7 separate regions of the Mus musculus genome follow, and all the other regions are linked to region 5. The links are chromatin contacts, called in public HiCAR-type and promoter capture Hi-C maps. All regions are on one chromosome and are shown on one strand. Each heading gives the region's core, a stretch centred on a gene start, on an enhancer-like site or on the middle of the called end of the contact. The rest is flanking DNA. Distances are from core to core; before and after follow the strand shown.

Region 1 (3,524 bases), core at 614-3,113, 1.8 Mb before region 5:
AATTTGTTTAACAAGCCCTCCCGGTGATTGCGAGGCATTTTCAAGCCTGAGACCTGCTGGCAGCGTGGTGAAAAGCACCTGAGAACACAGCTTCACTTTTAAATCCAGGCTTCACCACTTACCAGTTACGTGACAGGCTGTGATTGAGGGTTCCCCTCACTAGGTCTCTGGGCTCTGTGTGTGTGTGTGTGTGTGTGTGTGTGTGTGTGTGTGTGTGTGCGCGCGCGCCCCCGCACGCGCGTGTGCTGCCCTTGGCGCGCACTCGTGCTCGTGTCTGGGATTGGGGGGTGGAGATGGTAAACAGCTAGAGACAGCCTAAGTTTTGTCTGTGCAGGGTCTTTTTTTTTTTTTTTTCTTCTTCTTCTTCAGTCTACTAGGAGGCATGAAAGGCTGCTTGAACTTGAGAATTCTGGAAGTGTTTACAAACACTTCTGCAATTACATAAAGCACAAGGCAGTACTTTATATACAGCAATAGTGATGGCATTGTTTGCATCTTAAATTTGTAATAAGGGGTTTTCTTTTACTCTGCCTTTCTCAAAGCAGATTGTCTTAACACTTGTCCCTGCAGTATTTAACAGACACTATGCATGCTAAGAAACTCTTTTCTTTTTTGCTCTTCCTTTTTTCCTCCTCCTCTCCTTCTTTTTGGACAAGAGTCTTGCTTCATAGTCCTGGCCACCTTTGTCTGGAAACTCACTGTAAAGCTTAGGCTGGCTAGAAACTCTCCGGACTCTCCCTGCCTCAGCCTTTTTAGACTGCTGGAAACAAAATAGCTTGTCAGGTTTGAGCCCTTTTCTTCCATGTGGGGCTTTGCTTCATACTGAAAACCTGCCTTTAATATTTGATGTTTCTTGATTTTGTGACAGAGCAAATCTTTTAAGATCGTCTCACTTCTTTGCCTGACACTGACTCTGTAGGCTCTCATACTGTCTGTCTTTGGTAAGTTTCAAAAGTGCCCAGGTCTTCTCTATTGCTAGTTACTGGTTAGGTATAAGAATTGTGCGGACGTACTCAGTCCTGGGTACTTTGAAATGCTTACTATTGCGTTATGCATTATATTATTTTTAACGTCTACAATCCAGAGATGAACACGACACACACACACACCAGGGTGAAATGTAAAGAAACAGGATCCTGGCACTAAGATTGCATAGCCCATCATCTCAGCCTTTGTTTAAAGTGCAAAGGATGACCCATATAGGGAAATAATTTGGCTCCCGTCTTTGAATAATTTGAAAAGTCTTGTTTGGGGCAAATGAGAGTTCTACGCATACCACAAATTAAAGTAAAACCAAGAGCCAGCATATGTGGTAAAGTCCGATACTTTGGCCGATTTCCTTCTCTGTAAGACACAGAGAATAAAAGCACCAATTTCCAGGAGTTTGAAGGTTATTAAATGAGTTAACGCCACCGAATCGCGTAATAAATGCCCTGTCTACCACGCCGTAAGCCTTCCTTCGATAAATGTCAACTGCATTTTCACGCGGGACAGAAGCGAGAAAGGATAACACCGCCGGCCGGTCGGCAAGCCGGTGAATGCTCCGGGCTCGGCGAAATTAGATTCTCCGGGCCCCTGTAGAATTAAGTAGAAGGGAGCGATCCTAACAGGCGTTAAAATAAGGGGTGCCAGCGGTAGCTCGGGGCCCGCGGGACCACAGGGGTTAGCAAGGAGCCCGGGGGCGGGGCTCGGGGGCGGGTCCGCTGGCGCCCGGAGCAGAGGCCACGCCCCTCCCGGGAGGGCTGGCAGCTCCAGCCTGGGAGCAGTTCCGGTGCCAAACCCCTGCCCTCCCCCGCTCCCCCGGAAGTGCTTGTCTAGGGTTCGGGCTGGAGAGAGGCCTTGTAGACACAGGCGCCGAGGCTCCGAGCAGGGGGTCAGGTCGCGGGGAGAGTGAGGAGCTCCGCGGCTGCCACCCCGCGCCCCTCGCAGCGCCTTCGCGCCGACGGTGAGTAGCCGGGGACGCCGAGCGGGGCCTGCGCTGGGCGAGCGAGCCTCGGACCCGGCTGTCCGCTGCAGGTTCAGCCGTCGGGGATCCGGGGAAGGGGTTCGTCGGCCGCCGCGGAGCGCGCGCGGCCCGCGGGCCGGGAAGGGGCGCGATGCGGGGCCGCGGAGTGGGCGGGGCGCAGCCGGAGCGGGGTTCCCGGAGCCGCGGCCGCCCGCAGAGGGGGGACTCCGTAGCGGGGCCCGGCCGTCGGCGCTGCGACCCCCTCTCTGCATCGGGCAAGTGGGCTCGGTGCCTCCGCTGTGGGGTCTGTGCACTCGGACGCTGGGGACCGGGACAGCCAGACTGCACTGGACATCAGTGTCCAACTTTCGTCGCCTCTTGGATCTGTCCCCTCTTCCCGTCTCAGTAATTATCCTGTGTCCCAGGGGTGTAGTCAGTCCGAGGGTGGGGCGCTCCCTGTGTGGATGCTGGCGATCTCTTGCGGGGCTTGCGTCGGGGTCGCCGGAGGTTCGATTTGGACTCGGCTCGAAACTTAACTGGGTCTGGATGCCTGCGTAGGGTCGGTCAGTGAGGCAGTACCATTCCTCGAAGGGTCTTTGCTCCCTTGCAAACTGAAACTGTTGGGAGTTACTTCTTAAAAACAAAGATTTGAGGAGATTCGTAGATTCAGAGGAGTTTCCCCGTGTTCTTGCTGACGTTAAAAAAAAAAAAAAAACCATGCTATTCTGTAATCAGCCTTCCGAATTCCTGCGCTCATCCGAAGTCACAGTTGTTAAGACTTCAGTCGGGACCTTGCACAAGTTGACTGCAAAAGGCTGGAGAATTGTATCCTTTTTTTTCACCCCAGTTTGTTTACTTTCATACTTGGAACTGTCATTTCTTGAGCTAATTATATATATGTGTATATATGTGTGTATATACACACACACACACACATATACACACACACATATATATACACACACATATGTATGTATATTATATGTATATATATATATATATATATATATATATATATATATATAATTTCCCTCAGTTTCTCCTCGGAGGTTCTTCGTGTAGTCCAGTTGTGGGAACGCGGGGTGGGGGTGTTCCCACAGCGGGACAGAGGTGTTTGTTGATTTAAGCATATGAAGTGTTTAACTCCAATAAACTGAGACTTTCCTAGAGAAGAAAATCTTGTAGGCACTGTTAGTAAACTGAGTTTAGGTGATAAACTACGGATAAAAGGTTTGTAGGAAATAATGGAGCTATTTTCCGCTTTTATTGAGTTTTAAATTATTATCAGATAGTTTATTTGTTGCAAATGACCTTGTGGTGGTGTCAATATACACAAGTCATCTTCATGAAACCAGTGACATTATCTGCCCTTATTATGCTTACGTTAGGATTTATACTGTTTCTCTCTCTCTCTCTCTCTCTCTCTCTCTCTCTCTCTCTCTCTCTCTCGTACTTTCTCTTTCGACTACTGGAAGGGAAGATATCATGAATGAGGGGAATGATTTGAAGTGACGAGTTGCATATACTGTCTTATGCAAAAGAAAAGTTTATTTCATTAAAAAACAAATTCTCTGTGTGT
Region 2 (3,930 bases), core at 819-3,318, 1.5 Mb before region 5:
AGTGCTGAGGATTGAACTCAGTCCCTAACACATGCTAAGCAAGCTCTCTCCCACAGAGGTCTGTCCCCAGTGTCAGTATTTAGATTTGTGATGCATCCTTCCGTGTTCATGCTGGCAGGCTGAGTTGTGACTGGTCATCTGTACTACAGTCTTCCTGGCTTCATTTCCTCAGAAAACAAACCTTCTCAGCTTTGGAGTGACCAATGGGGGTGTACTGGCTGATTTCATGTGTCAACTTGACACAAGCTGGAGTTATCACAGAAAAAGGAGCTTCAGTTGGGGAAGTGCCTCCATGAGATCCAGCTGTGGGGCATTTTCTTGGTTGGTGACCAAGGGGGGAGGGCCCATTGTGGGTGGCGCCATCCCTGGGCTGGTAGTCCTGGGTTCTATAGGAAGGCAAGCTGAGCAAGCCAGGGGAAGCAAGCCAGTAAGTGGCCTCTGCATCAGCTCCTGCTTCCTGCCCTGCTTGAGTTCCAGTCCTGACTTCCTTTGGTGATGAACAGCAGTGTGGAAGTGTAAGGTGAATAAATCCTTTCCTCTCCAACTTGCTTCTTGGTCATGATGTTTGTCCAGGAAAAGAAACCCTAACTAAGACAGGGGGCTTACCCAAGGGCCTAGATGTTCCTTCTACCTACATCCTATCCTGTTTCCAACTCTACCCGTCTTCTAAGCTTGAAGCTTGAGGCGACTTTAGTGTCCTGAGTTTTGTTTGATGGACGGTCTCCCTGTCAAGTCTGGATGCCCTCTGTGCCAGATCCAGGCAGTCTCTGTTAACTCAGCCTGCCATCCAATCTCTGCTTCCACTGTATTGCTGAAATTCAGTTTGTGCTGGTCTAGCCTAGGGTACTCTAAAACTTTTAGCGTTCATACCTCTGTATTTCTTTATACTGATAAAGATTGATATATATTCTCTCTTTCTGGTTAATAGAGAGCAAATAAACTTTAAAGAGCCAGTTTGAAGATAAAACTTAATTAAAAAAATCTCTGTTTAAAAATTTACCTTTTAAACTTAGCATACAAAGTGGTGGACATCATAATGACATTTTCATACAGATGTGTCATTATATCCTAACCCCACTGCCTCTCCATCACCCCTCCCCCTCCTTAACTCCTCCAAGCCCCCAAATGGTGACAGATGAAAACAAACTTTTATGATGTTCCTTTTCTGGAACCCTTGAGTCACTTCCAAGAGCTCTTGGGACACGCCCACACCTACATGAATGGAAGACCGTTGCTTGCTTCAGTGACAACATTTACCTCTCCAGTGTACATAAGTTTGGAGCGTTGCAGCTCAGGCTTTGTGGACATTTCCATAAGTCTCACAAATCCTCTCTGGAGAGGGTGTGGCAATGATTTCTGTGTGTGTGTGTGTGTGTGTGTGTGTGTGTGTGTGTGTGTGGTGTGGGGTCAGGGGTCTAGAGAGGAGAAGAGAAAACTGGTACTTGAAGCCCAACCCCATCACATGGCACAGTCTGAGTTTAGCTTTCCTCCCTGAGTGCTGCCCACGGGGGGTTGCCTCCTGTCAGTGACTAAAACAGGAGATGAAACTAAAACAGAACAAAAAGAAAAGCAATATTTCTGATCCCCAGGCAACGGCAGCTCCCTGACACCCCACCTTACTCTGCATCCGACCCACGCTCTCCTCCACAGGTCAAAGGTGAGTGAGTCCATCCACATAGCACCTTGCATGTATGGTTGACTCAGGTCTCGGCAGTGAGAATGAGAGGTACCTGTCTCTCCTGTCTTCCCCTGCAGGCGCATGCTGCAGGACCCCGAGACCTCCGGCAGGGAGGATCCCAGCTGCTTTTCTCCACTCCACCACAGCACCCGGGCCCCTGCCTGAGCATCCATCCCAGAGCATGGCTGGCCAAACCCACAGCAGTTTTCAGAACGGCTACCCGGAATCCAGTCACCCCGCCACCTGCCGGCACCAAACGGGGCCCTCCCGGTTGGGGACGAGTTGCTCTTTCCACCAGCAGCCTTTGTGCCACGTTCCTGGGTAAAGCATAAGATATTTAGTTTGGAATCACTTCAGCATCCACAGCTGGAGTGCCAGAAGGGACCACGGCAGCCTGTCCAGCAGGTGGCAGTGTGGAGGCGTACAAAGGGACCATGAGGACCTCTGTTCCTGATTTAGACAGTCTTCACTAAAAATCTCCATTCACGGTCCTCACCTAACAAAAAGTTAACATGTCAGGAATATGTATAACAACCCCAGGTGGCGGGATGAAGCACCGCTTGCTTAGGCTGCTTCCAGCAGAGGACCGCAGGGCAGTTTGAGTTGGGTCTTAGATAACTGTCAATCAAGGTTTCTTTTTCTTCTTTCCTCTTTCTGACCTCTATTCTTCCTTCTCTGCAAAGCCAGGGCCATCTGTGAAAGTGATCAGGTTCTGTGCGAAGAGAACTCATAGATGTAAAACGTACACCTGCATGTTCAGTCCGTGTCTCCTCTGCTTTGACACTATACCTTTCAGGCAGGTGGATCTTCCATTGGTTGTCTATAGAAAGACTACATTTTAGAACAGTAGCGCCCGAGAGACCTTAGAGAACTGGAATTAGACTTGGGAAATCAGAGAGCAAAGGTCTGGGGAACTCAAGTTTGCTCTCGTGCAACGAGCCAAGTGGCTAACTAACCTTTCTGTTTCTCAACTTTTAGATCCTCGTTACCCCCGACAAAGAAGAGAAAGCACTCGCAGATACAAGAGGACTCGTGGGACTGTAGTTCATGGGCCCACTACTTCAGACCAAGTGAGCGAGTGTGGGTTTGTGACAAAGTCAAGGCATGAAAGCCTTGGCTGTCGGGTGAAGGCTTTTGACCTGACTCTCAGCAGCTCCACACAGCTGTGTTCCCTCTCATAGAAGACAAACAATAGGCTTTGGGACTGTATTCCAGTCCCATTGATGTATCTTTCCTGCAGCTCAGTCACACAGGTGCCCCCGGGGCACCTGCTGCTCTGTCTCTCCCATTCAGGTAAAATGCTTCCTCTTTTAGGAGAAACATGTCTCAGACAGACTGGCTCCAACCCAGGGAAATGGTATAAACAGAGCTTCCAAGAGCCAATTGGCTGCCTGTTTTCTTGTCACCTTCTGTAACTTTCTTGTGTTCAAGTATAGGTCGGGTGTATGTATCTACATGTGCATTATCTTATATAACATGTAGTGCATTTGTTTTGAGCTCAAAGGGATGGTGTTGGCAAAAGCTTGCTTGGTCCTTTGGAATCTGAAGGTGAACTGCTGGAATTTTTAGGAGAAGGGATAATACTCTAGGCCAATCCTGCATGCTACTAGAAACATTCAAATGTGTGCAGTGTGAATCGTGCCCCAAATTCAGTGTATAAATCCCACGTTCTGGGAGTCGGTTTTGTGAGAAACCCAGGGGTTCCTCCTGTTCCTGTTCCCAAGCTCTCACGATGCATGTTCTGAGAGGAGGGGCTGCTGCTTCTTATCAGCTGAGGTCGCTTTGCCTTAACTAACCCTGTGGTAGGAGAGGACTCTTTCAGAGACCACTGGTTTCAGGCATTGACGAGTCTGTACGTGGCTTTGTTGTTTGTGGTTGTGTAAAGACAATGACATCACCCTCTTAGCCAAGTCCCAAATGTGGTCATCTCTGAGAGCGGTCATGTTAGGATAGCATGGACATCAGTTCTATTCAAGTTGAGTCTTGACCCTCTTACTACTTCCTTCCCTGTCTCACTGATCTATGACCTCCTGTAGTTAGCCTTTTCTCCCCGACCACTGAAGCGCCGGGTGCTTACTAAATCCCTGCTTTTGGATGGAGAACCTCTGTCTGCCTTTCCATGCAAGGTTACCCTAGTTTCTTCAGGGTTTGATGCACAGCTAGAATAGAAACACGGATCACATTTCCAGGGAGCTGAGGGAACTCTTTGCTCACTATTTTGAGGATGCCCCAGCTATTTTGATGACGCACAC
Region 3 (3,808 bases), core at 1,186-3,685, 1.7 Mb before region 5:
GAAACCCTGTCTCGAAAAAAACGGAAAAAAAAAAAAGACTGTTGTAGGCTCTGTGGACCCATACACTGTAAAAACGTTTGATAGGGGGCTGAGAGGATAATTCGGTGGTTAAGAGCCCTTGCTGCTCTTGGAAGAAACTGAGTTAAATTCCCAGCAACAGGGTTGGATTGCTTACCCCTCCGGCTCCAGAGGATCTGATGCCCTCTTTTGACCTCCGCCAGCACCTACATGCACATGGAGATTTCACAGAGAGAAATAAAAGTTAAGAAACAGGCTCCGTGGGTAAAGGCGTTTGCTGTTGAGCTTGACAACCTGAGTTCAGGGCCCGGGAGCTGTGATGGCAGGACAAAACTGGTTTCTCCAAGTTGTCCTCTGGCATTTACATGTCTACACATACACATGCACACATAATTAGTTTTAAGTGCTTAAGACTTTATAAGCAGTTGATAACTAGATTTGACTCTCCATAGCTTGCCAACTCAATATAAATTAGTTTACTATATCTAAGGGTAAAAATAACTAAAAATGGAAAATGACTGAGTGTCGGCAAGTATCAGAAATATAAGTACTTGCTAAGTGATCAGAGAGATAAATGCTACCTACCAGTGGATAAAAGGAAAACTAACATTCTTTTTTTAAGCACGAGAGCTTTGCCTTAGGTGTCAAGAGTAAAGAGAAAAAAATATTTTCTGTTTTTGTTTTTTTTTGGTGTTTTTGAGACAGGGTTTCTCTGTGTAGTCCTGGCTGTCCTGGAACTCACTTTGTAGACCAGGCTGGCCTCGAACTCAGAAATCTGCCTGCCTCTGCCTCCCGAGTGCTGGGATTAAAGGCGTGTGCCACCACGCCCGGCAAAAATTAATATTTTCTAAAGAATTATTTATGTGTGTGAGTACACTGTCGCTGTCTTCAGACACACCAGAAAAGGGCATGGGATCCCATTACAGATGTTTGTGAGTCACCACGTGGTTGCTGGGAATTGAACTCGACCTCTGGAAGAGCAGTCAGTTCTCTTAACCCTCGGCCATCTCTCCAATTCCAAGAGAAATCTTTTAAAAAATGATTTATGTAATATATATATATATATATATATATATATATATATATATATATATGAATGAGTGCTCTATCTGCATGTATACCTGCATGCCAGAAGAGGGCATTAGATGGTTGTGAGTCTCCATGGAGTTTCTGGGAATTGAACTCTGCACCCCAGGAAGAGCAGCCACTGCTCTTAACCGCTGAGCCATCTCGCTAGCGCCGAGAAAACTTTTTTTTTTTTTTTGCATTAGTTTTGGGGCTTTTCCCTAGACTATGTATGTTTTAACCATTTCTCTCTTTTTTTAAAAGATTATTTATGTGAGTACACTGTAGCTGTACAGATGGTTGCGAGCCTTCTTGGGAATAGAATTTTTAGGACCTCAGCTTGCTCTGGTCAACTCCACTCAGTTCCTGCTCGCTCTGAGCCAAAGATTTATTTATTATTATACATAAGTACACTGTAGCTGACTCTTCAGACGCACCAGAGGAGGGCATCAGATCTCATTACAGGTGGTTGTGAGCCAACCTATGGTTGCTGGGATTTGAACTCAGGACCTTCGGAAGAGCCATCAGTGCTCTTAACTGCTAAGCCATCTCGCCAGCCCGAGAAAACTAATTTTTTTAAAGGTTTTATTTATTTATTATTTATATGAGTATACTGTAGCTGTCTTCAGACACACCAGAAGAGGGCATCAGATCCCATTACAGATGGCTGTGAGCCACCATGTGGTTACTGGGAATTGAACTCAGGACCTCTGGAAGAGCAGTCAGTGCTCTTAACCGCTGAGCCATAGCTCCAGCTCCCGAGAAAACTATTTTTGATAAACTGGAATATTTAGGACTTGATCTCTGCTTTGAAGTCATGTAAGTTATATTAGGGTGCCCCCCCCCCCCCCCGAGAAAACAAATGAAGCTGAGGTAGGGCAGAAGCAGCATCCCAGAATGGCCAGCCTGGGTCCACAACGTGAGTTCCGAGCTAAGCCAGAGCTACACAGTCAGATCATGTCTGAAAGATTAAATGAAGACTCCTTTATAAAAAAATCATTTAGTAATCTATTGATAAATAACTTTCCCAAAGGAAAAAATAAGCACGAAAATGGGAATGGTTGCCTCCAGGAAGGGTAAATAATAGAAATGATTAGTGTGCAACACTTGAAAATGTACGTCTGACCTTAAAACAAATTTTGAAAGATTATATTTTAAAAATATATGTCAGCAGGAACTTGGTTTCCGCGGCAACCCGCGCGGTACATTGTCTCTTTGTTCTCTAGTTCTATTCTAAAGCAGCCCGCCCCTGGCCCCGCCCCTAGCCCCGCCCACAGCTCAATGATTTCCGCCACCAACTGAGGTCCCGCCCCTTCTCCAGCGAGCCGCTACGCTTCCGGCCCAGCCCGCCACGCAGGAGGCGGAAACCCGTGCGTCCGGCTCCGCCCCCCGCGGCGGAGCGTGTCGTCACTTCCGCCTTTCTCTCTTTCCCCGGCCTGGCTTCCCGGCGCGGATTGTGAGGGGTTCTCTCCTCTACGCGGAATCCGTCGGAACCATGGTGAGCCTAGCTTTCGGCCAAGGACTTAGGCTCCCTGCTCCGCCCCGCTGTGTCCTGCCGCCCCGCTGGTCCTCTTGTCTAACCGGAGTCGCAGGCTCCGAGCGGCCGCCTCCTGGCCCCTCCGCACATGGCTCGGGCCGGGCATGAGGCCTGCGTGGGACCGGGTGACCGAGCTCTCCGCGCGGGACGGGAAGGGGGAACGCACACTAAGTCAGCATCTCTTTGTAAGATCAGGGCTGTTTCTCGGCTAGGGGACCTTGGCGACCCCCGGTCCTCACCCCAAGTGAAGAAGTTTCTAGCAGGACCTGCTGGCTCCGCCCTCTTCGGGGCGGGGCTGGAAGGGCGAGTGGCCGTGCTTGCCTGCGGAAGATGGAGGGTAGCTAGGTAGCTATGTTGGTCCGTGCTCGACCGGCCCAATGTTGCCTTTAGTTTTGCCATTCAGACCAGTGGGTCGGTGTGATGATTTATTCCTGGCGCCCATATGAGCGTCCCTCTCCCCATTTAAGTAAATACCCCACTCCCAGGACGGATTCCTGAAATTAGATGGTAAACCAATTTTCCTTTAGATAATCTACTTCCCGATCTAGTGAGAGGCCCTGGACGGGTGTTAACGAGTACTGGCATTCAAACGGCGTGTGTTGGCTTCCTCTCTTAGGCTTCCCTTTCCCTCGCACCTGTTAATATCTTCAAGGCTGGAGCTGATGAAGAGAGGGCCGAGACAGCTCGCCTGGTAAGCCCGTCTGTTGCTTTTAAATGATAAAATCCAACGCTTTGTGAGGGTAAATTCTGACCGCCTTTTCTGATTTTTCTTTTATAATTTAAGTCGTCGTTTATCGGTGCCATCGCCATTGGAGACTTGGTGAAGAGCACTTTGGGACCGAAGGGCATGGTAAGAAAGATAGGGAATTTTTAGAAGTTTCTTTTGTTTGTTTCTAATTTTGCTTTCCTGCGGTCTTGCGTAGTAGTGGCTGGCCAAAATTTTAATAATGGTTTAAAGCCTTTGGTGTAAATGTAGATAGTAACAATGTTCTTATTTATGTTTTTTAATCTAAAACTTACAAATTATAAACCGTTCTCCTGTGTTACCATCCCCAATCTCACATCCCTCTCCAGTGGCAGCAAGTGTTACCATTTACAAAACTTGCTGGTATTTTTCTTTTCTTTTTTCTTTTTTTCTTTTTCTTTTTTAGATTTATTTATTATTATATCTAAGTACACTGTAGCTGG
Region 4 (3,830 bases), core at 571-3,070, 1.7 Mb before region 5:
CAGCCAAGATAAAAGCTGAGACCTCCACTTCAAACTCAGACACTTGTTTTAGGTGAACTGATTTTTACATTCTACCTTTAACAAAGTGTGACTCTCGGGAGGCATGGCTCTGTTCTGGGGGGCAGCCTGCCCTCACCCTAGGAATCAGGAGGCTGTCTCGAGGAAGAAAGGCTTGGCTTTTCAGATGACAGTAAACTGAGCGGACTTTAGGTCAAACCTTACGAGGGAAAACGAGTGGAACCGGCTTGAACCACTGGGAAGTTGGAAGGCAGAGCTTCAGGGAAAGACTTCTTTGTGGCATTTACAGCAGGGGCTAAAGTGCGGGGGGGGGGGGGGGGGGGGGGGGGGGAGGGGCTCAGGCTGTGTGACCACAGCTTTGTTTTTTTTATTTTCCTTCGAATCAAGACTGATTGGGTAGAGTTGTCCCTTTCAGGAACCAAATTAGTAACAGCAGTACATTGGTACTATGCAGAAGTTCTCGGGAAGGAAAGAGGCATGAGAGCTAGAGAGAGCTAGAGACAGGCCACTGAGCAGCTGGTGGCGTTGTTTTCTTTATTTTAACAAATACAGTCTTTGAAGCACTCACCAGCCTTGTGACCAGCTACTCCTGCGTGGTGGAAGAGTGCTGTGGCTGGTCTTGTTCTTTGGTGTTTCAAAATAGCTCGTGTGAAGGAACTGCTTCTGGCACAGGAGTGACAGTCACCCTGGATTCCAGGCCAGCAACAGCACACACCTTCCCCCTAGGAAGAGGTGCTGGGGGCTGGAAATGTTTTCTTCGCCCTATTCCTTTACAGCATCTCACCTGGCTTTCTCTCCATCAGCCCTGGGATGAGCCAGGACCATCCCTTCCGCTCTAATGAGATGCCTTCGGAGCAGTGGGGTAACCTTTGAATTGGCCTTCAACCTCAGCTGTTCAAGAGCTGGAAGGAAGAAGGGGAGGAGGTGGCTCTTGATTCTCTTCCTTGGCCAGTGCGTACCGCCTAGCTTTTCTGGGGTCAGGCTCTGGTGTCTCCTCTGCCCATCTCCCAACACGGCGAACCCCTTTGCCCACCTTGGGGGCATTTCTGCAAGGATTGTGGTCATAGATGACCAGCTTCAGATTTGTCAAGTGGGCCAGGCTGGGGAAGTAGCGGATACTGTTCCGATCCACGTCGATCACCTCCAGAAAGGGCATGCGAAGCAGTACCGAGGGGAAGTCAGCTAGCTGATTGCCGGAGAGCCAGATGGTCCTGAGCTCGCGCAGGCGCCGGAGCTGGCCGGGTAGCAGACGTAGGGCGTTGGAACCGGCATGCAGGGTTTTAAGGAGACTCAGCTCACACACCACATCGGGCAGCCGGGTGAGGCAGTTGGATTCGAGCCACAGGGTCCGTAGGTTCTGGAGCAGGCTGAGCTCATCCGGGAGGTCACAGAGTTTGTTATTGCCCAGGTAGAGGATGCAGAGCTGTTTCAAGGTACACACCACCCGGGGGAGAGCTTTGAAGTTGTTGAAATCCAAGGCCAGGATCTGCAGGTTCTGCAGCTGTGCCAGGTCGGGAGGCAGGCTGTGAAGGTGGTTGTCGCTGAGGTAGAGCTTCACCAGCTCCGTGAAGGAGCACACGTGCAGTGGGAAGCGACGCAGCTGGCTCCCGCTCAGATCCACCATCCTGTCCAGGGGCATCTCCCGGAGGTCTCCCACCACATAACTCTGGCAGCGGTCGGTGGGGATGAAAGCCACGAAGGCCCGGATGGTGTTTCCCATGTGAAACGGGCTGCAAGGCGAGCCCCTGCCCACCAACTCTGTCAGGGAGTGGGCTGGCTGTGCTCACTGCTCGGGAACCCTTCTACCCTCTCTTTATAACCCGGAATTCGGTGACAAAAGCCAGTCACTTTGACAGAATAAAGTGCTCCTGATAGCAGCTTGAGTGTCTGGTGACAGGCCGGACAGGCAGGGTCTGGGACGTCCTGTCCAACTCACATATTTGTCTTTAATCACTTAAGCCCTGATCTCTTATCTACTCTCTCCTGATCTCCCGCCCCCCCCCCCCAAATTGAAAAAATACTGTGACAAAGGTGGAGAAGTAAAAATGAAAAACACCTATATTTGTACTATGTAGGTAAAACTGTAAATATTTGAATGCATAGTCATCTCCTTTGTGTTACAACTCACCTAACCCGAACAAGGCCCTGCTTCAATCCTGAGTGGGGCACAAAACAACAACAACCCGCTGCTAAGTTTTCCAGGATGCATCCTTCAAAGTGTTGCCAAAGGCCTACATCCTTTACAGATTTTCTCCAGTTCCAACAAGCCTTAACCAATATGTAATCAGAAGCAATGGCTTCTGATTTGTACAGTCTTGCTTTGTGTCCAGCTAGCGTCTTGCCACACTGTAAAAGGGTACATTTGAGCTGGAAGTGGAGTTCAGTGGTAGGGTGCTCGTATGGCAGAATTGAAGCCCTGGGGTCCGTCTCCATTTCTGCCAAAACGAACACACACACACACAAATCCTCTCTTTGACAAAGGACAAGAAGGAAGGCTGACTAGCCTTCAAAAGCATAGATTAATTAGAATGTAATTATTAATTAATTCATTAGAATGTAATGCACCCGGGGGGGGGGCACTTTCCAGAGGTGGGAACACTTTCCAGACCCATTTAAATGGCCATTAAAGCTCTGTACTTCTCGTCCATAATCGCGTCCAGTTGAGAAAAGCAACGATGAGCCAGACCGTTCCAAGAACGAGGGCCTCCAAGGTCTGGCTGCTGGGGGCTGGAGAGATGGCTCAAAGGTGGAGAGCGCGTGCTGCCCTTTGAGAGGACCCAGGTTCCACGCCAGCCCTCATATCCACGCCATATCCACGCCAGCCAGCCCTTGTATCTGATAGCTTACAACTGTCTTTAACGGCAGCTTTGGATGTGAGGTGTGGGGTGATGATCCAACATTGTCTTCTGGCCTCTGTGGGATCTTGCATGTTGTGTCCGGCCAGCAGATCATAGCCTGGGTTCTAGCTTGGAAAGGCATTCTGGAAACCTGGAAGAGAAGAGGGGCTAGGCGGCGAGAGAAAATGATGCAGCTAAGACAGGCATTCTGATCAAAGCTCAATTTTACTGTTCCGACACTCAGTTATGAAGGAAGGGGGAGGGGGCCCGATTCCCGCCAAATAATCTCGGAGTTCAGTAGCAGGGTGACCACGTGTGTGACTCCAAACAGCAAAGCGGCACGTTCCACCAGTGGGCGTGGCAGAACGATTGAGCGGGAAGCTCCACCCCTGAGCAAGCACACACACACACACACACACACACACACACACACACACACACACACACACAAATAAAGGTAACTATTAATTTAAAAATCTGTCTACTGGAAATGGATGCAGAAGTGCTTACTGTCTCCCAGATGTGGCTCTGTGCTGTACAGCAGGAAACAGGCTCCTCCCCCTCCTCCAGAGTCTTCCCCACTCACTGGCCAAATAATGTCACCTGGGGTGACTTTACAAGTCAGCAAAGTATGTGCAAATCACATGCTGAAACTGGCAGCACTTTGGGTCATCCCGGATGCCGAGTAAACTCTGGGACAGACGCTTCCCTCCTCACAGCCCCAGTGTCCCATTCAGCACCCCATGGAATCTGGGTAGGCGAAAAGTGAATTGACCAAGTTATGAGTCTCCTCCTTATAGTATTGTGTTAGACTATAGAGCTCCTCCTTATATTACCTTGTTATAGTATAGATCTCTTTGTATTACCCTGTTATAGTATAGATCTCTTTGTATTACCCTGTTATAGTATAGAGCTCCTTATATTACTGTGTTAGAGTACAGATCTCCTTATATTATTTTGTTAAGAGTATAGATC
Region 5 (3,542 bases), core at 641-3,140:
AGTGTCTTCATTCGGGTTTTAATTGCAGCACTGAAACACCATGAACAGAAAGCAAGTTGGGGAGAAAGGATTTATTTGACTTACATTCTCACATCACTGTTCATCATTGAAGGAAGTCAGGACAGGAACTTAAACAGGGCAGGAACCTGGGGGCAGGAGCTGATGCAGAGACCATGGACAGGTGCTGCTTACTTGCTCGCTCCCCATGGCTTGCTCAGCCTGCTTTCTTATAGAACCCAGGACCACCAGCCCAGGGATGGCCCCACCCACAATGGGCTGGGCCCACCCCCTTGACCACTAATTGAGAAGATGCCTTACAGCCGGATCTTATGGTGGCATTTTCTCATTTGAGGTTCGTTCCCTCCTTTCAGATAACTCTAGTTTGTATGTCAAATTGATGTAAGACTACGCAGCATAAGGAGTAGATAATATAATCTCATTTATAAAAATAATTGACAAGATAATCTTATAAATGATTGATTCTAGAGAGACATACGTAATTTTAGCCTTGTCCAATTTTCTAATTATAATTTTGTAAAAGGACCCGATAACATTCTGTACCAGGTTAAAGACTGTTTTTGAATTGATACCTTGCAAGTTACATCACAAATTCTTTTCCTATTTGCATTATTATTGTAAATATTATCATTATTATTATTACTGAAATGGTGTCTTGCTATGTAGCTCCAATTAGCTTAGAGCTCACAATTCAAAAGAGGCTGGCCTTGAACTTAAAGGTAATGTCTCTGATTTCTTGTCTGACTTCTTGTCACACGTCAATGTCGGATGCTCCTTTCTACTTCACGGCTCTCCTTTTTGCCGAAGATACTCCTAACAAAAGGCAGCTTTCTCCAGGAAGCTCTTCTAGGACGCTAACTCAGCTAGCTTCCCATGTATCTTTGTAAAACATTCTGAATTGCTTCTCCTTAAAAAGCATGCAGTGTGTAAATTGCGCATGCGTTGTTTCCTTGGTTAAAAATGTAAGCTCTCTGAGGACAGAGACATTGTATCTAATGCGACACAGAGAATGGCAAGCATTGGCTACATTCACGCCCTCGTTGAATGAACGAATGAGCTGCCTTTAAGTTGAAGTGTAAAATTAGTCTGATGAGATGAAAGTTTATTTTAAGTGACACCAAACTACAAAATTTCAGAAATACCAGGTTGCTTTCTTGGAAAGTGTATTTCATGAAATAAAATGGAAACACAGGAAGAAAAAATAAGCAATCGTCCAATAAACCAGACCCATCAAAGTGGACTCAGCATAGACAGAAATCCTGGGGAACCAGGAGTGATGACTGATGATGGGACCGCATTTATTCTTAGCCTGGGCTTTTAGGGCTGGAAACGGAGAGAAGTTAAGTCTTCTGCAATCCTTGCTCTTAAACCTACAACCGAATCGGAATTCCACCGAGTGTGGCAAGCAGCGATAAAGAAGGCGCACCATTGTTAGGAAATATCTCGGTGAGGAAGTGAGTAAGAGGGATGGAAGGATGTGGGAAGGTCTGGGTGGTCAGGGAAGCCTTTCCGGTTTAAGCTGAGACCTGGACGATGACTCGAGGACCTGGCCGTGTGGACGAACTGTAAAGTTCATGAGCCCGGATTTGTGCGCCCAGAGAAAGAGACTCAAGGGCACCTTGGCCGGACTTTGCGTGTGATGACCCCTGGTGTGATGGCTATCCGCTTTGGGACCATTCCTCGGGCCGGGCGATCATGTCCTGTATTCTATTCCATCAGAGTGGGGTCAGATCGCAAAGATCAGCTCCTTCCCACCGCAGGATTCCCGGGATGCTGAGCCGGTTCGTGCGGACGCGGAAACAGGCCCAGGCTCGCCCGCCGCCGACTCCGCCCACCGCGGTCACGTGACGAGGGGTGTGACGTAGGAGGAAGGAGACGCCATTAGAGGGAGGAGAGGCAGCTCTCCCCTAGCCTCGGGTCCCTGACGTGGTGGCCGGGGCCCTTCATTCTGGGACTTTCTCTCGGCCCTCGCAGGCCTCGCCCGCGGAAGGACGCGGCGAGCACCGGGCTCGGCGGGGCGTGAAAGAGCCGGGCCCGGGAGGAGCGGGCGCCCCGGCGGCGGCGGTGCGGGGTTCGGCGCGGCGCTGGGCTCGGGCGGCGGGGTAGCGGCGGCGGGATGGCTGCGGCCGGCGGCGGGGCGGCGGCGGCGGCGGGCCGAGCCTACTCCTTCAAGGTGGTGCTGCTCGGGGAAGGCTGCGTGGGGAAGACGTCGCTGGTGCTGCGCTACTGCGAGAACAAGTTCAACGACAAGCACATCACCACCCTGCAGGTGCAGACCCCGGGGAGCCGGGCTGGGGACCCGCGCCCGCTCCTCTGCCTCTGGCCTGTCAAACCCCCTTCCCTGCCTTCCCATTGCCTTTTGCAATCGCTTTGGGGACCCGCGGGCCTCAGCACACGGTAGATGTCAAGACCCACAGTGGGGAGGGAGAGGACCCGGAAAAGTCCCCAGTTGCCGGTGGAGGCTGCGCAGGTCGGGGAGTCCCCCGGTCTGCGTGCTGGTTTTCCCCTCTGATGGGCTTCGGCTGGGGACACCAGGTGTTTTCACTCTGTGGTCTCCGAGACCATCAGCCCTTCTTCTTTCTTCGCCAAGTAGGAACTCGGATACGGATTAGAATTTGCGAACGAGGTGGTTTGTAACTTCCAGAGCGTACTGATGACTAAGTGTTTATGCAAGTTCCATTTTGTCCTGCTTTCAAAGTAAATGGAGTGGTAAAACACCCGTCGTTGGAGGGTTTTTTTGTTTTTGTTTTAAACGACTGTTTGCTGCTTGTCGGTTACCCCGTTTCTTTGCAGCCTTCTTGTGTCCGGACGTGTGGCTTCCTTATTCTTTGGGGTTTGATCTTATCCGCGTTGAAACATCGTGTTGCGTAGTGGCCAGCAATCGGTCTTCAAACTAAAAAAAAAAAATCTAGGCACTGCTGCTACACGTTTTCTTTACTGTCAGGCCATAAAACGCTGGCTTTCTTCTACAGTTCCATTGGAAGTGTGGAAGTGTTACAATGTAATTGAAAGTGAAACCAGGCCATTGAAGGATCTGCGATCTCCCTGGTCTCCTTAAAAAAAAAAATCAGTTTGCATGTGTTCGAAGGAATTTATCTATTAACATGTCTTGATCAGACTGTCCAGAGGCTAAAAAAGCTAGTGATCTTGAGTTTGGGCGTCTGGATCCATATCCTACCCCCATTTATTTCCATAGCCCCGTGATCTTAGGTAAATTGCTTAACCGTGCATCCCTGGGTTTCTACTGCTACTGTACTCATAATGATTATATCTAGTGCACAGAGTTGTCAAGGTAAATAAGGAAACGCACTTAGCACCTGAAGTGGGGGATAAACACTTATTACCCCTCAGACTTGACAATAGATCTTAATTAACACAGATGCTACTGGAATGCATAAGCTAATGAGTGTGACATTTGATGTCGGGTGCAATTATTTAACAACTGAGTGTAGAGTGTGCAAGGATGCTCCAGTTCTGATCCCGTCCCTATTTTTACACCTGTTTTCAATCCCTTATAAAGCCTA
Region 6 (3,926 bases), core at 1,235-3,734, 1.6 Mb before region 5:
TTCCAAAGTCCATATTGCACCAAGAAACCCGGCTTGTCATAACAATACCCCACTCCTGGTACCAACTTCTGCCTTAGTCAATGTTCTATTGCTGTGAAGAGACACTGTGTCCACGGCAACTCTTACGAAGGAAAGCATTTAACTGGGGCCGGTCTACAGGTTCAGTAATGTAGTCCATCATTGCCATGGAGGGGAGTCTGGTGGCATGCAGGCAGACATGATGCTAGAGAATGGGCTGGGAGATCTACATCCAGATCCACAGGCAGCAGGAAGAGAGAGACACAGGGTCTGGCTTAGGCTCTTTGTAGACCAGGCTGGTCTGGAACTCACTGTGTAGACCAGGCTGGCCTGGAACTCAGAGATCCACCAGCCTTTGCTCTCTGGGTGTTGGGATGTGAGGTGTGTGCATCTATGCCAACCCCTAAGCTTTTTATAAATTCCTTTTCACAAGTTGGAAGCTTGCTTGGGTGGAGGTCACCCAAGCAAATCTCAAAGTCCACCCCTAGTGACACACTTCCTCCAACAAGGCCACACTTCCTAATCCCTGTCAAGGACCCAATTATAATAATTATAATATAAATAATTCCCAATGACCAAGCTCCAAATATATGAGCCTCTGGGAGCCATTTCTAGTCATGGCTCTACAGTAACTCTCCCCATTCTCAAACAGTGCTAGAGCCCACTCTCTAAGACTACAGATGATCTTGTAGTTAACATACATGTGGGTCACTGTGGGATTCACACACATTAGCATTACTGTCTTCTGTAGACCCGTGATGTTTTGGGTCTTACATTGAATAAACTGAAGAGCCAATCCTCCAAATGTTCATATACCAAATAGAGCATTCTCCCTGTGTGTCAACCATCTCCTCTTCCTACCTTTACAGAGTTCTCTGTCAAGCAGAGTGCCTGTTCTCAAGACACAGACTAAAGAGAAAAGAGAGGAAAGTCTACTTATGATTCATGGGGAATATGCACTGCAAGAGTTAAAGCAGCAGTTCTCAACCTGTGGGTCGCAACCCCTCTGGGATCAAATGACCCTTTCACAGGGGGTCACCTAAGACATCAGAAAACACAGATATTTATGTTAAGGTTCATAACAGTAGCCAAATTACAGTTATGAAGTAGCAACGGAAATAATTTTATGGTTGGGGGTTAGTATACACTATGAGGAACTGTATTAGAGGGTCACAGTGTTAGGAAGGTTGAGAACCACTGAAATACAGTGTTCTGGGATCACAGGTAAGGAGTTAGGGTTGGGAGGCAGGCGAGCATCAGGGAATGGTTTACAAAGAAACTGGAGCATGGGTTAAGTAATTACCAATTCCATATGATAAAAGATGTGTGTGTGAGCCGGACAGTGGTGGTGCATGCCTTTAATCTCAGCACTTGGGAGGCAGAGGCAGCAGATTTCTGAGTTCGAGGCCAACCCTGTCTCGAAAACCAAGACAAAACAAAAAGTGTGTGTGTGTGAACATCTCTTTAGAAAAAAAATGTGTAAAACAGGGAGCCCATAAAGTTTTCTCTTAATAGTAAACTTGTCTCCTTTTGTTTGAGTCTTTGGATGGTAGGAATTTTTTGTAGAGGTGTGTGTGTGTGTACACATGTGTGTTTCTGTATGACTCACTGTGTCACAGAATGTGGTGAGGTACACTAATTACATATATTAAACCACTTAACTCTCAAAACCTTGATGAGGTAGACATTCTTATTTCCAATTATCAGTGAGAAGATTGGCGATATTGCAGATGAACTCGCCTAAGGTCACAGAGGTCAGTAGGTGGCTGATCACAGGGACCACACACATAGCTTCCTTTTTATTACCACCTCCTTGATGTACTCAACAGAATGGCAGCCCCTGCCTCTGAGTATCACAAACATTGGCGGAAATACCGAGGATGACTGCTCCCTCCCACCCCCCATCCCTGAGTTTGATTTTCAGGGCTTGATTCTGTCTGTACTTTGTTTTTTGTTTTCCAACTTGGAAGCCCGAATGTGGGATGGAAGTTTGATAAGCAAAACAAAACAAAACAAAACAATAGATATAGTTCCTGTAAAAGATGAGAGACGGTCTTTGGAAACTGAAAGTGGAAGGATCTGGGTTTACCAGCTCCCCGCCCATCCCATCCCCCCCCCCCCCCCCTCCCCGGGCCCCTAACCTCCTACTCCAGCTTCAGGTATCCACAGACGCGGAATTTCAGGTCGGTTCTGCTTGTCCTCAATACACAGTCCAAAGCCTCTTACCATCCCAGGAGAGTTCACATCCTCCAAAGGCAGCCACAGGATTTCCAGCCAGAGTGGTTCCCAGGGAAACCGCTGTAGAGGGACCCTGGACTCCGCGCGTGGATTAGCCTGCACCGAGCCCCTCCTGTCGCCAGGGGGCGCCGCAGCGCGCGAGTCCCCCTCGCCACTCCCTCCCGGTCCCGCCTCTAGTCCCGCCCTCTCTCCCGGGGCGGGGGCGGGGGAGGGGGAGGGGCGGCCGCTTCTCCGCCCGGCGCTCGGCGCAGGCGCAGTCGGCTCTCCCTCCCTCGGCTCCCATCGCAGAGAGCGCCAGCCGCGGCGGAGTGGAGCGGCGTCTGTCCGCCGCCGTCCTCCGCGTCTCCCGAGCTGGGCACGCGCACCCTGCGGCTCTGCGAGCGCTGCCGAGCGCGGGCGGCGGCCGCGGCGGATCCGGCAGGTGAGTGCGGCGGCGGGAGGGAGAGGCGGGCGGTGTGAGCACCGCCCCCTCGGCGCCTCGCCTCGCGCCCTTGTCCCGCCGGCCCGGAGCGCGGCCGGGCAGGTGCAGGAGGCGGCGGGGAGGGCGCGGATCGCGCCCGCCCGTCCGCCCGTCCGCCCGCCCGCTGCGGAGCCCCGGGGACCCGAAGGGCGGCGGCTCCGGCGCTCACCTGGCGGCCCGCGCGGCCTCGGTCGCGGAGTTGCTTAAGTCGCGGGCGGCGCGGTTGGCCGGGGATGTGCGGGGGTCGCCGGTTCCCGGGGTCTCCCCCGCCGCGCTCGGCCCAGCCTGACTTCGGGAATCGGGACCCCGGGAGTGGGAGAACAGCGGTTCCCCCTGCGTGGGCCGCTCGCCCCCCGCCGCCCGCGGAATAGCGAGGCTGGGGAGAGGATGGTGCCGGGTGGACGCTGCAGCACGCGAAGAGTTGCCAGTTGTTGGGGATTAAAACATCGATCCGTAATGGCTGGCTGGCGCACTCTCCTCCGAGTTAGAGCTGGTGCCCCAGAGGCACTTTAGTTTCAAGGAAATGTTGCCTGTTCCCAGCCTACCTGTTTAGACACTTCTCAGTGTCCCCCGTGTCAAGGGAAAGAGCCCTGTGATCTTTTGGCTCTGGAATGATTGCATAATTGGAGGAGAGGCCGATAAGAGGATTAAAACAAACCGTTCTATTGTAAATCTCTTGAAAGACCCGGTTTCTGTTCATTACACTGTTCTTAAGTTTTTGTTTCTAAACAATGAATCGAGAGGAAAAGGAGGCAGAGTAGGTATGCAGCCCATCGTTGTAAATATTTGATACTGTTAAATATTTCACCAGTTTTATGGGGCCTTGTTCAGTTAGCATGTGTTATTTATTTACCAGGACTGTGCGTTTTCAGAGGACTTTTCATGTTTGAATAGACACTGCATTCCGAATCTACTCCTCAAGGCCCTAGGGGAATATATTAACTGAACTTAACAGTTACACAGATTTACTCAGCAATGCATTCTTAACTATAAGAACAGACGTCTTTCAACTTTTTTCTCTTTCCGGCCCAAGGATGTTTTGAATTAATGCCTTCTTTTGTGAATGAGCGTGCTTGATGAGACGCCTCATTGCTTACATAGCAAGTCATTTGTGCTAGCGAATGATTCTCACCTTCCACTGCCTGGTTGATGTTCAGTTTCTTTGTGGAGCTTTGATGTCTCTGTTTAAATGCAGCTGTACTTTTGAATC
Region 7 (3,733 bases), core at 673-3,172, 1.9 Mb before region 5:
ACAGGAACAGGGTTACCTCAAAGGCAACTGCATCACTGAAAAGCCCAGGCCCCAGTGGGTGGTGACTGGACATCCGACAACCCTGAGCTTGCTGGGTGGCTCTCAAGCAGCTCAGTAGGACAGAGTCTCCCCCAGTCAACTCCACAGGATGAGCACAGGCTCTGTCCTAGACTTCTGTCTCCTCCCTTCCCCCAATCATCCCTTCCTGCTTCTTTAACCTTGGGGGGGTGGGGTGGCGGCTCGTGTATCTTGTTAGCTTCAGAACTTCTTGAGCCTGTGAGTTGTTTACTTTCCAAGTCTCAGGAACCTCCTGTCTCCTTCCTGGAGGGAATGTCTCCCTTAGAAGCTCTAAGCTTATATCAGGTGATCAAGGAAGGGGAATGACATTTAGATATCAATTAAGAAACAGAGTTAGGACATACTCAAGAGCTGCCAGGACAACCTCAAAATACGGGATGACTATAGAAACAGCCAAGATTATCAAAAACAGGGGCTGGCAAAAGTAAAGGTACTTGTTATCAAGCCTGATGACTTTAACCAGATCTCTAGGACCCACATTCATTCTCTCTCTCTCTCTTTCTCTCTCTCAATAGATAATACAGTGAAAAAAAATACTTTTATTAAAGATTAGCAAAAATTGGGGGCTTAGTGGTTAAGAGCACTAGCTGCTTTTCCAGAGGACCTGAGTTCAATTCCCAGCAACCACATGGTGGTTCATAACCAATCTGTAGTGGGATCCGCTGACCTCTTCTGGTGTGTCTGAAGACAGCTACAGTGTACTCCCATACATAAAATAAATCTTTTCTTTAAAAATTAGCAAAAATTGATTGACCATGCTGTTAAATTCGCTTCTCGGTCTCCTGATTATTCTCATTGATTAGTGCTGTGCCCAGCCTTCATCAGAGAAGTTTATTGCAATGAGCAGTGGTTAATGCAGAAACCCAAAACTAGCCAAAACGCCCAGGAATAAGAGATGGTGGTGTGCTTAGCACTATTCGGGACAGTTGTACCACTCCTTCCAAGATTGGGGAATATTTCAGGGTATAAAGAGCCAGAGAATGGAGAGACATGTATCAAAAACGACACCTTCTGGCCACAACGTGGCCATTGCACTCATGAACTTACTGCAGCTGCGGTTATCTGCATAGGACCTGCGATTGCATGTTAACATTTCAACATGGATGGCGGGAGGGGTCCAGGGGCCTCACCCTTCCCAGAGGGACTATTGAAAATTCATGACTGTTTGGGAAAGAGATGCCATTTTCTTTAGTAAGGTACCACTGATAAATTACTCTTGCTTCGGTAAAGAATCCCACATCCATAGTAGGACAGGAAACGCCAATTAAAGCCAATAGGTCACGAACTAAGAGGGCATGAAAGTAGGAGGGGGGCTTGTTGGAAAGAAGAGTTCCAACTGGGGAAGGGTATGAGAGAGAAGAATGGTGAGTGAAAATAAGAACATGACCCTCTTAGGCATGGTTTAGGAGGTTTTTACTGTAGATAGGGAGAAAACAGATTCCCGACGAATCTGGAAAAGTCAGACTGAACATGGCCAGCAGAACAGATTGAGCCATGAAGAGCGGGAAGTGGAGTCATTTCTGTAGTGCCATCATGTTGGCCTTGGAAATCGAACTCAGGTCACAAGGCTTGGCAGCATATTCTTTACCAAGCCCACGCCCAGTTATCTGACCTGCCCAATCAGAAGCTTTGATTCCAGAGTCTATCATCTTGAAGTGTGTGGGGTTATCTCAACCCTAAAGCTACAAACGTTCACCATTTTGGTGCTTCCCTACCCTTAACTTCTGCCTAAAATTTATCCCCATCTCTCTTTATCCGCTGCAACAGCTCATCAGGCTCTTACCGGGGAAGGCTGCAGCCTCGCGCGTGCGCACTGTCTGCCTGAGCCCGTTGCGCATGCGCCGCCGCCCTCCCCCGCCCTTCCGCTCGGCTCTCCCAGCTCGGGGCTGAATGGCCGACCCCGACGCGGCGCGTGTGGAGGAGGTGGCTGTCCGGCTCCCCGAGCCCAGGCGACCCGCCCTCCTCCGGCTCGTGAGGGGAGCGGCTACCCCGCCGGCCTGAGCTCTCTCCCTGGCCGCCGCGGCTCCTTCCCGGGGACAATATGTTCAAGAGAATGGCGGAATTTGGACCTGACTCCGGCGGGAGAGTGAAGGTCAGTGCGCAGGCGCGGCGCGCGGGGCGGAAGCTCGGCGCTCATTGGGCCCCGAGTCCTCGTCACCGCCTCCGCACCGCCAAACACAAAGGTGCCGGGGTGGCTAGGGCATCAGTCGCAGACCCTGGATAGGCTCGTCCGTCTTGTCGTTCCCGAAGCCCCGTGCTGATAAAGTCAGCAAAGAGCGCTTAGCTTCGTTCGTGTTTAGTGAAGGTTGCTTAACACTGGACGTTGTGACACTCAGTTCCCTCCCATCTATATGTGTATTATTAATAGGGGTGGAGGTAAGAGAACGACTTGCAGGAGTCGGTTGTCAGGTGTCACCATGTAGGTGTGCTGTCCAGCCTGAGCTGCAGTCGTCTCTTCCCTGTGTGCCATCCCTCCAGCTCGCCACCCCCTCCCACCTTCCTACATCTGCTGGTTACTTTTTTTTTTAATTTTAAAATTTATTTTTATGTATATGAGTACACTGTAGCTGTCTTCAGGCACACCAGAAGAGAGCATCAGATCTCATTACAGATGGTTGTGAGCCACCATGTGGCTGCTGGGAATTGAACTCAGTATCTCTGGAAGAGCAGTCAGTGCTCTTAACCTCTGAGGCAGCCCTGCTGGTTATTTTTTAAGGTACCGGTTCAGGATGCTCTCCCCGTGCCCCTAAAAGGGGCTTCTACTTACAGATCTTATCACAGAAAGGATTTTTTTTTTTCCTTAAAAGAAATCACATCAGTCTACAAAAATTTTAAAATCCTCATCGGTGTCATATTATTTTTATTACCTTAATCATAGTGTCTATATATCCATAGCTGCCTTAACAGTATATGTAAGATGAGAAATCATCGAAAATCCTAAAGCCCTGAAATGCAATAGAAAGAAATACCAGGTAAAAGTCTGTGTTAGTATAAGAGGCTTTGTAGAGCTGTGCATTTGCCCAGGGTTTTAGGTAAGGCTTGGGGATGGTAGGAAGTGATTGCAGAGCAAAAGGTTCATGGGAAAACTCTTCTCTACTTGCACAAGTTAAATCTGGAAGTTTGTAGTTCAGGATAACTTGAGAAAGTTAGGCCTGTAGTCCTCAAATTGAGTTTCCTCCTTAGTAGCTGGGGAAGGGGTGGGGGTGAGGCAGGAACAAGATAGGCCCTTGAGAGGCCCAACCCAAGTGGCCTGTGTGTTCCCACTGTCCCCATCTCCTAGGCCATTCAGCTGTGAGCTGATCAGTATGCTAATCCCTTGGTAAGGTGCTTCTGTAGTCCAGGCGCCTCTCAGCCGCCAGCTGGGGACCAGCAATAAGCCTTTTGGGGGAGGGGGTACTCCATACCCAAACTGTATGTGCATAATAAGGATGACAGCAGAAAATGCTTGCCCTGAAATTCTCTCATAAACCGACCTTGGGTTTTGTGCTGTGCTTTGGTAAACACTGCCAGAGGCTAATCTAAAAGCCTTTCCCAGCCAGCAGAGCCGGTCACAATGGCAACTTGAACTCAGTAGCCTAGCTTTTAGGTTTGTGAAGGCATTTTGTTCTTCTCTAATCAAGTACTCAGGTGCTTTTACATGCAGAGCTCAGCAGGT

What was found. Promoter capture Hi-C pulls out the DNA fragments that hold promoters and counts their contacts. HiCAR-type assays count read pairs that join an accessible place to other places. Capture Hi-C pulls out chosen DNA fragments and counts their contacts.
Region 1: a contact with region 5 is called in a promoter capture Hi-C map of adipose tissue, with 3 times the contacts expected there. The contact joins the promoter of Frs2 here to the promoter of Rab21 in region 5. A contact is called at or near these places in 4 of 39 promoter capture datasets (cranial neural crest, liver and pre-B cells), 1 of 484 Hi-C or Micro-C datasets (cerebellum) and 1 of 9 other capture datasets (adipose tissue).
Region 2: a promoter capture Hi-C map of hippocampal neurons shows a contact between it and region 5, with 3 times the contacts expected there. The contact joins the enhancer-like site here to the promoter of Rab21 in region 5. A contact is called at or near these places in 4 of 39 promoter capture datasets (hippocampal neurons, liver and pre-B cells) and 1 of 115 datasets of contacts at active chromatin or transcription factors (large pre-B cells).
Region 3: a HiCAR-type map of astrocytes shows a contact between it and region 5, with 4 times the contacts expected there. The contact joins the promoter of Cct2 here to the promoter of Rab21 in region 5. A contact is called at or near these places in 5 of 39 promoter capture datasets (cranial neural crest, hippocampal neurons, liver and 2 more), 2 of 484 Hi-C or Micro-C datasets (muscle stem cells and nephron progenitors), 3 of 115 datasets of contacts at active chromatin or transcription factors (astrocytes, large pre-B cells and pro-B cells) and 1 of 9 other capture datasets (adipose tissue).
Region 4: a contact with region 5 is called in a promoter capture Hi-C map of hippocampal neurons, with 4 times the contacts expected there. The contact joins the promoter of Lrrc10 here to the promoter of Rab21 in region 5. A contact is called at or near these places in 4 of 39 promoter capture datasets (embryonic stem cells, hippocampal neurons, liver and 1 more), 1 of 484 Hi-C or Micro-C datasets (the G1E-ER4 cell line) and 3 of 115 datasets of contacts at active chromatin or transcription factors (large pre-B cells, pancreatic cancer cells and pro-B cells).
Region 6: a promoter capture Hi-C map of pre-B cells shows a contact between it and region 5, with 3 times the contacts expected there. The contact joins the promoter of Rab3ip here to the promoter of Rab21 in region 5. A contact is called at or near these places in 10 of 39 promoter capture datasets (the C10 cell line, the SN4741 cell line, cranial neural crest and 7 more), 1 of 15 datasets of contacts at CTCF or cohesin (large pre-B cells), 3 of 115 datasets of contacts at active chromatin or transcription factors (embryonic forebrain, extraembryonic endoderm stem cells and large pre-B cells) and 3 of 9 other capture datasets (adipose tissue, embryonic stem cells and liver).
Region 7: a promoter capture Hi-C map of pre-B cells shows a contact between it and region 5. The contact joins the promoter of Yeats4 here to the promoter of Rab21 in region 5. A contact is called at or near these places in 3 of 39 promoter capture datasets (hippocampal neurons, liver and pre-B cells), 1 of 484 Hi-C or Micro-C datasets (pro-B cells), 1 of 115 datasets of contacts at active chromatin or transcription factors (large pre-B cells) and 2 of 9 other capture datasets (adipose tissue and liver).

The regions. Positions count from the first base shown.
Region 1 is chr10:117,146,813-117,150,336 of GRCm38.p6, reverse strand. It overlaps Frs2 (fibroblast growth factor receptor substrate 2), which reads left to right and starts at 1,863. Exons shown (of 10, transcript NM_177798.3): 1 at 1,863-1,945.
Region 2 is chr10:116,847,094-116,851,023 of GRCm38.p6, reverse strand. It overlaps Myrfl (myelin regulatory factor-like), which reads left to right. Exons shown (of 25, transcript NM_001033333.3): 3 at 1,590-1,657; 4 at 1,756-1,999; 5 at 2,657-2,748. Among named protein-coding and RNA genes, the nearest start is that of Myrfl, 48 kb to the left of the region's middle. Within about 2 kb of position 2,068, at least 22 of the 459 cell types and tissues checked have an H3K27ac peak or open chromatin away from gene starts, as enhancers often do. A contact at or near this core is called in hippocampal neurons, where this site is marked.
Region 3 is chr10:117,062,479-117,066,286 of GRCm38.p6, reverse strand. Cct2 (chaperonin containing Tcp1, subunit 2 (beta)) reads left to right here and starts at 2,435. Exons shown (of 16, transcript NM_007636.3): 1 at 2,435-2,581; 2 at 3,237-3,311; 3 at 3,405-3,470. The coding sequence starts at 2,579.
Region 4 is chr10:117,043,331-117,047,160 of GRCm38.p6, reverse strand. Lrrc10 (leucine rich repeat containing 10) reads right to left here and starts at 1,820. Exons shown (of 1, transcript NM_146242.2): 1 at 393-1,820. The coding sequence starts at 1,738. The coding sequence ends at 914. It overlaps Gm10747 (a long non-coding RNA gene), which reads right to left. Exons shown (of 3, transcript XR_872056.2): 2 at 3,366-3,605; 3 at 2,476-3,023.
Region 5 is chr10:115,313,939-115,317,480 of GRCm38.p6, reverse strand. It overlaps Rab21 (RAB21, member RAS oncogene family), which reads left to right and starts at 1,890. Exons shown (of 7, transcript NM_024454.1): 1 at 1,890-2,287. The coding sequence starts at 2,135.
Region 6 is chr10:116,949,011-116,952,936 of GRCm38.p6, reverse strand. It overlaps Rab3ip (RAB3A interacting protein), which reads left to right and starts at 2,484. Exons shown (of 11, transcript NM_001359645.1): 1 at 2,484-2,677. 4933412E12Rik (RIKEN cDNA 4933412E12 gene) reads right to left here and starts at 2,375. Exons shown (of 3, transcript NR_038026.1): 1 at 2,245-2,375.
Region 7 is chr10:117,222,696-117,226,428 of GRCm38.p6, reverse strand. It overlaps Yeats4 (YEATS domain containing 4), which reads left to right and starts at 1,922. Exons shown (of 7, transcript NM_026570.4): 1 at 1,922-2,170. The coding sequence starts at 2,120. Gm31963 (a long non-coding RNA gene) reads right to left here and starts at 1,943. Exons shown (of 4, transcript XR_872061.2): 1 at 1,862-1,943.